Linked DNA regions of Sus scrofa: region 2 is linked to region 1. A link is a contact called in public Hi-C data. All regions are on one chromosome and are shown on one strand. The core of a region is the stretch at or near the end of the contact, and the rest is flanking DNA. Distances in the headings are between cores, read along the strand shown.

Region 1 (2,751 bases), core at 133-2,632:
GGAAGGGCCCCTGGGGTTCCCTCTGCTCCACTGCCTTGTGTCTTGACTCTTTCTGTGGAATTGGAGTTCCCTTCTGAGGCTCCCTCTCCTCCGCATCCTTTCCTTGAAGGTGGGGAGGGGGCCTGTTCTTGCTGGAGGCAGGGCCCCTCCTCAGCCACCTGTCTGTCCTCCAGGGATGGGAGTGTGCCGCATCCCTGACACATCCCACTACGTGAGCTTCGATGGCAGCTACCATGCTGTCAGGGGCAACTGCACTTACGTCCTGGTGAAAATATGCCACTCCACCATGGACCTGCCTTTCTTCAAGATCAGTGGCGAGAATGGGAAGCGGGAAGGCCAACCCCCGGCTTTCTACCTCCGCCAGGTCTACGTGGATATCTTTAATACCCTGGTCACCCTGAAACAGGACCAAGTGCTGGTGAGCTGGGTGAGGAGGACGTGGACTCTGGGGACGGGGCTCTGGTCCTTCCTCCTGCTCACAGGTCCTGTCCTCTGTAGATCAATGGCACACGGGTCAGTCTGCCTGCAACCACGCAGATCCGTGGGGTCAGAGTCATTTCCAGGGACGGCTACACCGTGCTCACCATCAACATCGGGGTGCAGGTCAAGTTTGACGGCAGAGGTTTCCTTGAGGTTGAAATCCCCAAAGCCTATTACGGAAGGGTGAGGAAGACTCCTGCGTCTCTGTGCAAGGGGATCAGCCTGCAGGGCCGGTGGGGGGGGGGGCGGGGGCGCCTTTCTCTTTGGAGTGGGAAGGTGGTGCCAATGAAAAATGCCCCCTGCCTCCCCCGGCGCTGAAGATCCCCTCCATCTCCTCCGCCCACCCAGACCTGCGGCGTGTGCGGGAACTTCAACGACGAGGAAGAAGACGAGCTCATGATGCCCAGTGATGCACTAGCTCTGGATGACGTCATGTATGTGGACAGCTGGCGAGATAAGGAGATCGACCCAAAGTAATTGCCCCCAAAGACTCTCTTTGTGTAGGAACGTGAGTCGGGATTCTAGACCGTATGGCCCACCTGGGCTGGGAAGGCCCGCGTGGTCCTTCACGGGCGCCGCTTGACAGGGACGGCGTCTGGGCCCCAGGAGCCCGTCTGGGAAACACTACGGTCTTCCTGTCTGGGCTTTGAAAGGTGCGGGAGGCCAAGGCCGCATGGAAGGCTGGCCAGAGCCCAGGCCAGCTTCCCAGGGAAGACAGGAGGATCTCCTGAGGGTGGTTTGGCTGTCCCTGTGATGACCCCTTTCCCTCCCCAGTTGCCAGGAAGATGACAGGAAGACCGAAGCAGAATCACAAGAGCAGCCAAGTGCAAACTGCAGGCCAGCTGACCTGGAGCGAGCCCAGGAGCAGTGCCAGGCGGCCTTTCAGGCCCCGGCCTGGGCAAACTGTGCCACCCGCGTGGTGCTCAGTCCCTACGTGCGCAGCTGTACTCACAAGCTCTGTGAGTTTGGAGGCCTAAACCGTGCCTTTTGCGAGTCTCTGCAAGCCTTCGGGGCCGCCTGCCAGGCCCAGGGGATCAAGCCCCCAGTCTGGAGAAACAGCAGCTTCTGCCGTGAGTGTCCCCTGCAGCCACCCTCAGGCCACTCCCAAGCATTCTTTCACCTGTGTACCTCTGAAAGCTCCCCCAGGCTCCTTGTCGGTTCTCCCCAACCTAGTTCTGACTTTATTTTCCCGGACGTGGACCATTTACAGGAAGCTCTTAGCCTGTGCCCCTTACGGCCAGGCCTGCGTGGGCTGCTTCTCAGCGGCTCCTGTCCATGTCACTCCCCTGCTCACTCTTACCTGCAAGTCCGAGTTCCTCTCCGAGACCCTCCAAGCTGTCGCCGCCACTCCCTGCCCCCTTCTCCCCCTTCCCTGCATCACCTGCGTCAAATGACCCCTTTCCCCACTCAGGCCCTACTTTCCCACAGCCCTCCCTCCCTTTCTGTGCACTGCTCCCTGCACCCAGAAAGTTCTTTCCACTCCCCTCCTGGCAGACTCCAAGACATCCTTCTTTAGCTCTTTTCTTTAAACTTTTTTTTTTTTTTTTTTCTAGCCAGGAACTCCTGCAGTCAGATTCTTAACTCACTGCACCACAGCAGGAACTTTGTCATTTAAAAAAATTTTTTTTGGGGGGGTAGTTCCTGTCATGGCTCAGCGGAAACGAATCTGACTGGTATCCATGAGGACACAGGTTCAGTCCCTGGCCTCGTTCAGTGGGTTGGGACTCCGGCGTTGCCATGAGCTGTCATGTAGATTGCAGATGAGACTCAGATCTGGCATTGCTCTGGCTGTGGTGTAGGCTGGTGGCTACAGATCTGATTCAACCCTTAGCCTGGGAACCTGCATATGCCATGGGTGCGGCCCTAAAAAGACCCCCCAAAAAATCTTTTTTTTTTAGACTGGGCTTGTGGTGTGCAGAAGTTCCCAAGCCACAGCAGTGACAGTGCCAAATCCTTAACCACTAGGTTGCCAGGAAGTCATCATTTATCATAATTTATTTAACTAGTTTTCTATTGATGGACTTTCTAGTTGTTTCCGATCTTTTGCGATTGCAAATGGTTCTGCAGTGGAAACTTTGTGGAGATGTGATTTTCTCTGTGTGTGTTTTTATCTGTAGGATAAATTCCTAAAAGTGGAATTGTCAGGTCAAGGGCTGTGTAGATTTGTACTTTTGAGAGACATTGCCAGATGGGCTTTCATAGGGGTTGAGGAATTTACGTTTCTACCAGCAACATATGAGGATTTCCCACAGCCTCACCAATAGGACATTA
Region 2 (2,821 bases), core at 185-2,684, 37 kb after region 1:
AACTTTGTTAGAGGGACAGGATGGGGTGTTATTATGAATCTCAGAGATGAGACAGGCTGGGGAGGTTAAGTGACCCGTCCAAGCACTCAGCTAGCAGCCAGCAGGTGGACCTGACTCCACACTTAGATCAAACGGCCTTCCAGCCCGACCTCCAAGGACCTGGAGGACACCTCGCAGCCTTCTGCTTCTTCCTTTCCCACCCAGGCCAGGCTTAGGGCATTTCCCTCCCTCTGCCTTGGACCCTTACTCCTGTGGAGCCCCTGTTTCCCACCAGCTATTAAACGGGTATGATTTACTCCCTAACATTCACCAGAGCCTTGCCCACCCAGCCCCTGGTCTTGACGCTGGAGACAGAGGAAGGGGTTCTGAGCCCTGATGGAAGAGCAGGGGACTGAAACAGCCAGGACTGGAGACAAGCATCAGTGCAAGCTGATAGGAAGGAGGGCAGGGGAAGGGCAGAGCTGGAAGGGCAGAGCTCAGAGCAGAGGCCAAGGCTATCAGAGGGTAAGGAGGTTTGGAGAAGGGAGGCCTGGGGGCCTGAGCTCAACGGGAGGGCTGCGGGGTAGTGGGAGGAGGGAAAGAGGTAATGGGAGGCTCATTGTCCCAGCAGGGGGAAGTCTTTTGTTTCCTCTCTTCCCTTGGCAGCCTGACAGGATATGAGGCCAAGCCCCCCCCCCATGCCAGGCCCCCCCCCCCACTGGACGGGGCCCTTCCCCTACTATTGTGTCCTTGACAGGGATGGGGGCAGGGGCAACAGCTCTGGGGCAAATATAAGGAGGACCATTCGTGGTTAGAGGCTAGGCTAACAAGGACCTGAAGGGACAAGAAGCCCCTGGGCTGGTTCGTGGAGCTTGGCAGGAGAGCTCTGTGCCTGGGGAGGAGCAGGAAGCCAGGCCAGGGTGGGGCCTGCACCAAGGGCAGCAGGTCGGGCCGGGGGGCGGCAGGCTGGGCCCCAGAGGAGATGACGCAGTGCTTCAGGCCTCTCCCAGCCCCCACCATTCCAGCCTGGGGGCCTGAGAGCTCACCTGAAATCCAGAGTTCCCCCCAACCCCCTCCATTCCCTAAAGTTGACATCACCCCTACCAAGACAGCTGGGATCTGAAAGAGCCCAGCAAACTCTGGTGTCCTGCCTGGGCCCTCCGCATCCATTTTCCTGGACTCCCTCCCTCCTTCCCCGGGATCCAGGAGTCTGGCCTCCTGCTGCGGTCCTCCAGGAACCCTGGAATTTCATCCCTCCCCTTCTCTCCTCCCTCCTGGGTCATTTTGCTCCATCAGCTGTTCCTGCAGGAAGGGCGCCCTGCTCAGCCTCGCCTCTCTTCCCGAGCCTTTTGTTTGCTGGATCTGCAGGAAACTGTAGGGGCGGTGGCCAAGGGCTCATCTGCCCCTGGGGCCTGGGGGAGGGGGGGGTCCGGATTCACGAGACTTAATTCAGGGGAGCTCACGGCGGGGGACGGGGTGCCGAGGAATTAGCATTTAGGGCCTGAACTCGGAGTGGGGCACTCAGGGGCGGGGATTGGACGTCCTGTCTCCGAAGGATGGTCCAGGTGTGTGCTCTGGGATCCTTTAGAACAGAAGGCTGGACAGGCACCCCGAGATGACCTAATCGGTAGATCCGGGAGCCAACACGAGGCGAGAAAAACCCAGATACTGATTCCACAACCTCGTCCTACACGTCTCAGATCCCAGGAATCCCAAGCAGTGGGGAGATGATAGGCAGCTCAACGTTTTAGGATTAGCCAATTCCTTTCTCCTTTGAAAATGGTGGGGAGGACGACCAGCACGTAGTCCTGAATTCGCGCCTTCCCAGTACGCGACCGCAGACCAGGCGGCGGCGCGGACGCTCTAGCGAGCCGGCGCCCTCTCGTTTGCTGCCCTCTTTCTGGGGCACCCTGGGCGCCGCCATCTTCCCTCCTTAGAGGGCGGGGCGGGGCCACAGCAGTCACGTGAGGAGCCAGCCCCAGATCCGCCGAGGCTCCCAGAAGACACGGTGCACGGTTACAAAGGGCCACCGGAATGCCAGGGACTGATGGAAGTACCGGAGCTAGAGCAGCAAAGAAAAGTTCCTGTTTCGTGGAGCTTAACTTTTCTGTTGGGACTAGGCAGTCGATGAACAAGATAAACACTTTAAAGGCATCTATTAGATGTGTTAAGCGCTCTGGTTAAGGAAAAAAAAAATAGGAAAGGGGGATAAGCCCTAGGAAAGTGGGATGGGAAGGAAGGTGTAGTTCACATTTATTTATTTATTTATTTAGCTTTTTAGGGCTGCACTGTGGCATATGGAGGTTCCCAGGCTAGGGGTCCAATTGGAGCTACAGCTGCCGGCCTACACCACAGCCACAGCAATGTGGGATCCAAGCCGCGTGTGCGACCTACACCACAGCTCTCGGCAACGCCGGATCCTTAACCCACTGAGCGAGGCCAGGGATCGAACCTGCAACTTCATGGTTCCTAGTCCGTCCGCTGTGCCACGACAGGAACTTCTGTAGTTCACCTTTAAATGGGACTGGCAGAGATTTCACTAAGAAGGTAATATTTGAGTCCAAAAGACAAAGGAGGCTCCTGTCCTGTGCTGCCACAGCATTCTTGGCAACAGCCCAGAGGTCCTCGTGGGGCAAGATCAGGGATGAGGAGAGGTGAGGGCAGGATACGGGTCAGGTAGGGCTTCATGGGGCGATTGCCCATATAATATATAGACCACTCTGGGTCACTTCTGAGCAAAGGAAATGCTATTAATGCTTAGGCCATGGCAAAGGTGTAAACTGTGGCAGTTGGACGGTAGTCTGAAACAAGAGGTAAGTGTGGTTAACTTACTTGTAAGTGC

What was found. A called contact is a pair of places that touch in the nucleus more often than the background predicts.
Region 2: a Hi-C map of liver shows a contact between it and region 1, with 5 times the contacts expected there. The contact joins the promoter of SLC12A9 here to the enhancer-like site in region 1. A contact is called at or near these places in 1 of 5 promoter capture datasets (liver), 11 of 47 Hi-C or Micro-C datasets (alveolar macrophages, embryonic fibroblasts, fetal heart ventricle and 4 more) and 2 of 2 datasets of contacts at active chromatin or transcription factors (alveolar macrophages and skeletal muscle).

The regions. Positions count from the first base shown.
Region 1 is chr3:8,658,004-8,660,754 of Sscrofa11.1, forward strand. ZAN (zonadhesin) reads left to right here. Exons shown (of 41, transcript NM_214383.1): 25 at 174-418; 26 at 499-663; 27 at 829-953; 28 at 1,255-1,550. Among named protein-coding and RNA genes, the nearest start is that of ZAN, 21 kb to the left of the region's middle. Within about 2 kb of position 1,383, at least 3 of the 83 cell types and tissues checked have an H3K27ac peak or open chromatin away from gene starts, as enhancers often do. A contact at or near this core is called in liver, where this site is marked.
Region 2 is chr3:8,695,159-8,697,979 of Sscrofa11.1, forward strand. SLC12A9 (solute carrier family 12 member 9) reads left to right here and starts at 1,435. Exons shown (of 14, transcript XM_003354477.4): 1 at 1,435-2,792.